Linked DNA regions of Mus musculus: region 1 is linked to region 2. The links are chromatin contacts, called in public Hi-C maps. All regions are on one chromosome and are shown on one strand. The core of a region is the stretch at or near the end of the contact, and the rest is flanking DNA. Distances in the headings are between cores, read along the strand shown.

The links. Hi-C and Micro-C count contacts between places; a contact is called where the count stands out from the background.
Region 1: a Hi-C map of cerebral cortex shows a contact between it and region 2, with 4 times the contacts expected there. The contact joins two enhancer-like sites. A contact is called at or near these places in 3 of 15 datasets of contacts at CTCF or cohesin (embryonic stem cells and stem cell-derived epiblast-like cells), 40 of 484 Hi-C or Micro-C datasets (CD4 T cells, the N1E-115 cell line, Th1 cells and 10 more), 7 of 115 datasets of contacts at active chromatin or transcription factors (acute myeloid leukemia, embryonic stem cells and epiblast stem cells) and 3 of 9 other capture datasets (adipose tissue, embryonic stem cells and pancreatic islet).

The regions. Positions count from the first base shown.
Region 1 is chr2:68,345,631-68,348,330 of GRCm38.p6, forward strand. The region is part of intron 10 of Stk39 (serine/threonine kinase 39); the gene reads right to left. Among named protein-coding and RNA genes, the nearest start is that of Stk39, 120 kb to the right of the region's middle. Within about 2 kb of position 1,436, at least 47 of the 459 cell types and tissues checked have an H3K27ac peak or open chromatin away from gene starts, as enhancers often do. A contact at or near this core is called in cerebral cortex and cortical neurons, where this site is marked.
Region 2 is chr2:68,256,546-68,259,245 of GRCm38.p6, forward strand. All of the region lies in intron 16 of Stk39 (serine/threonine kinase 39), which reads right to left. Among named protein-coding and RNA genes, the nearest start is that of Stk39, 210 kb to the right of the region's middle. Within about 2 kb of position 1,321, at least 18 of the 459 cell types and tissues checked have an H3K27ac peak or open chromatin away from gene starts, as enhancers often do. A contact at or near this core is called in cerebral cortex and cortical neurons, where this site is marked.

The DNA of each region.
Region 1 (2,700 bases), core at 186-2,685, 89 kb after region 2:
ACTTGGCCTAATTCCTTATACAAAAAGAACAGGATGGCCCAGAGTCCCTCACTACCAATCTCCCAAGAGCAGGTCCTTCTGCGTTAGGATAGGGCCCACTGGAATCTTTCCTTGACTTACCACCGACAGTTTCAAGCTCCGAAATCTCGCTACAAAATAGCTAAGTACAGCTCTAGGAGAAAGTCAAAACAAACCAAAGCTGTATCGCTGACTGCAATGCCAAATACTGACGAGTACCCGTGAGATAGATAGCACATACTGTGTCTGCCTGCCTGTGGAAATGAGGTAGTACTTAAAAGTGTGCGCGCCTGTCTGTGTAAACAACGTCTGCCTGTCTGCTTGTCTGTGTAAGCAATGGATGTCTACCTGCCTGACTATGTAAGTAGAGGTGTATCTATCTGCCTGTCTGTGTAAACAAGGCACCCTGTGCCTGTCTATCTGTTTATGTAAGTAATATCTGTCTTCCTGTCTGTGTAAGCAATGTGTGTCTGTCTGCCTGTCTGTGTAAGTAATAAGGTATCATACTGTGTCTATCTGCCTGTCTGTGCAAGTAATGTGTATCTGGCTTGCTGTCTATGTAAGTAGTGTGTGTGTGTGTGTGTGTGTGTGTGTGTGTGTAAAGCATTACTTGACTAGAACCCCAGACTAAGATGTAGAGTTAAATAAAACGTCTTACATTTTAAGAATTGGTAAGGCACACTACTCATTAACAATTATAGGTCATTTTTTTAATGAAACAATTTCATTCCTTGGAATATATCCTAACAAATAGATAACATTTTAGCAGTAGTGCACACCCAGTGATGTTCACCCCTCTGTAATTAAAAGAACTAATTAATTAATCATTCTTGCAGCAGAATGTCATGTAGCCATCAAAAAGATGATAGACATCACCTGACACATAAAGATATGCACCGACATCTGAAAATATGATAGTGTCTGATAGACCCCAGCTTCGCTCTTTGACTCCTTGGGGGTGCAGACAGAGGGAGGAATACCTCCAGTCCGAGGGTGTAGCAGAATAGGTGAGACTCAAAGGTCAACAGAGCTGGAGAACTGCAGCTGACTGGTTGAAAGACACAGAGTTGAGGATTCTGGTCGTTAAGCCTACAAATCAGTGAGAGGCAACAGTTGGCTATGTCCACAAGGGGCTCACAGTGAAGGCTCCCTCGTGAGCAGGTGGCAGTGCCAGGACCAGCTCTGAAGAGCTTGACCTTCAAGCCCATTTAGGTGGCCCAGGCTTTCTCTCCCTTAGCTCCTCAGAGCCTTTCCCCTGGCCACTGCTTAGCTCCCCAGAGCCTTTCCCCTGGCCGCTGCTTAGCTCCCCAGAGCCTTTCCCCTGGCCGCTGCTTGAGGCTTTGTGAGAGGTCTGCACTTTCCCCCAACCCTGCATGCCCTTCGGGCCTGGCCAGTTCCCTCACATAGGCCAACAAGCTGGCTGAGGAGCCAAGCAGCTCCATGCAGCCTTTCAAGTGTGAGCGCTCCCTCCGCATGCCTCAGCCCAGTGGCTGCCTAGCAGGCTGCACAGGGCTCCTTCCCTTTGTGTTTGAGTCTGGGAAAGTAAATAGAACTTCTCAGATGCTTCTAAATCAGCATTTGAATGTGTCAGCAGTAATTAAAGAGCAAGCTTCAAAAAAAAAATCTGTTATCAAAGCAACCTTAACTAGATTCCTTCAATTTTAATTTGTTTTCAAAATGACTGAGTTTTAAAGATCTTTTCTAAAAATACAAAATAATTCTGCCTTTCAAAAAGTTAGTCCGGAATCTCTAATAAACCAATCACATTTGATTAGCTCCAAACAAGGACAGCCCCCATCCTTGCCCCCTTTTCTCTGTTTCTAAACTTGTTCTGCACCTCAGCTCCCCTACCATGGTCTCTGAGACTCAGGGAACAGGACCGGAAAGGGGGTAGGAAGGCACAAGGTAGGCTTCTCTCCGCAGCACTCCTTCCTGCCCCCACAATGCCCCACACTTCCTGACTATCAGTGACTTTGAGCTTCCCACCTCCAAAATGCCAAACTCATTTTCAAGATTTTCAAGATTGAGATGAGGAAAGTTTAACACGATTTCCCCTCAGTGGAGGAGAGGAGAAGATTTTAGGAACACACGATTAGGGAGAATTAACTTAGCCAGGTATTGGAGCACCTTAGTAAGTGAACTGAACGGTGGCAGGGGAGCACATGCTCCCTGCTGGCTAGAGGACATGCTGGGCGGGACTAAATGTCAACCCCCTGCACCAGCCACCTTGTTGAGTGGCTCAACCATCGACTTTAGGCTAAGGACTCCCAGAAAGCCCAGTAGTGAAAGATTTTAAACCTTGAATCAGCTGCATCCAAATCTTAGCTGTGGACCAGGGGAATCCCAGAGAGCGGAGAGCAACCTCAGAGATCCCCCTGGAGCAAAGGTTTAGCTGTCTCCTCCTGCTCTCGGGATTATGCCAGAGGCCACTGCACCACCATCTTACTCCCCGAAGTTTCCTTAAAAAATACCTGCAGGGACAGTGCTGAGCACAGTCTACACAGGAACTAACAGATCACTCACTGCTCCTAAGCCCACGGGACTCAGAGGCTGCACCGCGGCAAAGTCGAAGGGCGGGAACTCAGCTTGACACAGAGTATGACAGAACCGGGGTCTCGGGGTCACAGGGCCATGGAGCTGCAGTCACAGGGCCAGGGTGGTACAGACTAAGACCATGGAGCA
Region 2 (2,700 bases), core at 71-2,570:
TGTATTTCTTTATCCACCATATTGAGTGGTAAGGATGAGAGAGAGCCCACAGCTGAGAAGACAGGTCCCAGCACCAGAAGCACAGCATGAAGAGAGGCGGGCGCATGCCATACAATGATAAAACCCCACGCTCTGAGGCTCCACACGTGTGTCTTCCAGCTGATGGGTGTGAAGGGCTGGCAGGGAGCAAGCATTTCTGCAGACTCTTACAAAGGAAGCCGATTTTACATGCAGTCCTGCAGAAAATGAGTCTTTCAGAAAATAATGAACAATATCTCTCAAAGTCCTCAGCCAACTTACAAGGACATATATGTATTTTCAAATAGGCCATATCTATTTATTAGTATTAAGTATTAAATTTTAAAAAACATTATTTTCATAAAACATTATTAAAATAAGCTTCATAACATCCTGGCTCAAAATGTGTCAGTAATATTGCATAAAATAATGCAGAAATATGTCTCCCCTTTTAGAAATAGACATTCTAACATCTGCTTTCAAAATCCACCTAAAGAGAGCCCAGGCAGGGTGGCAGAGAACCCTAGTGACAGCAGTCAGCAGGCTCACACATGAACCGGCCCACCCGCCTCCAGTCCTCAGCTCGGGCATCTGGCCCCTGGCCTCTGCACTGAGTCTTGCAGGCTGCCTGCCGGTGGTGGGCAGCTTTGAGGAGCACTGCATTCTCCTTACAAACCCCATTCCTTTATCCAACTGGTGAGATACCAAAAGCCATTAAAGAAAATGACAAAGACCTTGCACAAGTCCAGTGCAAAATTTAGAACTACTTTTATAATACAGAGAAAGCCACGTGGCTCTGCGTAGCCACCTCCTAGGGAGACTTCTTTTCCCATGGGTAACTAACTGATCCTCAGGGGTGAGAGGGGATTTTTCTGAGTTCTCCCTATCAGTTTTCTTGGTAATCCTCTTTAAAATAACTGTAACGAGGACTCCGCTCTTGTCTATTTACATTTTATAGCCAACCTAGGCAGACAAGATAAGCAAATTTATACATGCATATCATCTACTTTCTTTTTGCCTCACGAATTTACTTTTTTAAGCAACAGCCAGCCAGAAGGCAGTGCTGTCTTCTGCATGTCTATTTACACAAGGCCTGAGAGTGTTGCCTGCTTCTTGCCTAAGGTGGTGTTAACTTTAAACATAACAGGGGTGGGTTTATGATTTCCACCTACGAACAGTGCATAAATTTTGCCCTACCCTTGTTCTCCATGAAAGCAGCCTTTCTGGGCTGTACAGCGGCCTTCCTTCAATCCACACTGTGCCGTGTGAAGCTTTGCGCTCTCCAGGCAGCTTACCCCACAGCTAGGTAATCAGACTTTTGTAATGTGTGTTTGCTCTGCTGTAGTAAAAGCCATGGCACCCACTGCTCCATGCCACGGGGCACTGCCTTTTTCAGCTCTTTCATGCTACCGTAAGCATTTTGCCCAACTCAAAGGAGAAACGCTGATGGGAAAAAACAGATTTTTAATCTATTTAAATGTTAGCTCTGTTATATCACAGAAGCTGAAGAAAAGCGAATGAAAGGCTATTTTATTTTCTGCGCAGCCTCCCTCATATAAACTTAGTTCATTTTGTAAAGGCTACTTGAATTTTACTATCTTTAAAATAAGATTCTGAACATGCCACTATAATCTATTCACTATGATTCTTTTCTGATGAAAAGGTTCTGAGATAGCTGTAGCTCCCAGAGCAGAGCTACAGACACGCGTTTGTGGGGGAATTCACTTCAATCAAAGCACTTCAGCAGTGATCATGGATCAGCCCAGAGCACAGATAAAATCGACTGCCTTTAAGAAACTAATGTTTAAGCCGGGCGTGGTGGGCACACCTTCAATCCCAGCACTCGGGAGGCAGAGGCAGGCAGATTTCTGAGTTGGAGGCCAGCCTGCTCTACAAAGTGAGTTCCAGGACAGCCGGGGCTACACAGAGAAACCCTGTCTTGAAACAACCCCCCCCAAATAAATAAATAAATAAAAATAATAAATAATAATAATAAAATAAAATAAATAAAAAAAAGAAACTAATGTTTAGCTTGGTGTGGTCAAGCACACTTTTAATGCCAGTACTTGGGAGGCTGAGGCAGGTGGGTCACAAGCTTGGGGTCAGCCATAGTGAGATGTTACCTGATAACTATCTAGAAATAATAAGTGAAGGAGAGAGGGAAGGAGGGAGGGAGGGAGGGAGGGAGGGAGGGAGGGAGGGAGGGAGGGAGGGAGGAAGGGAGGATGGGAGGGAGGGAGGGAGGACTATGTTCAAGAAGAAATCCTACAAATAGTAACATAATTGAAAGGCATAAGATGCTATATATGAACAGACAAAGTAGAAAGTATGAAGCAATGAAGACAGAGCCGGGGAAGGGGAGTTAGGGAAGGCACTTTGGCAAAGCACCCGGAGACACAGGGCAAGCCTATGTGCACGTTCAGAAGGGCCATCCTGGAGGGCAGGCAAGTGTAGTTTGCTGGTGTTACAGGCTGGTGCGGCTGGCAGGTGTGTACGTGGTAGAGAGAAGAGCGGTGGGTTTGAAAAGTGATTGGGACATACATGGAAGGGGTGCACGCCACTGGTCCCTGGGTGGAAACACATTCCAGGGTTTGACTGAAGCATTAGTGTAATCTGGTCAATTTTTCAGTTGGGATGTGACTCATACACAAGTGTGTCCTTTGGAAGTTCATGACTCGGTGG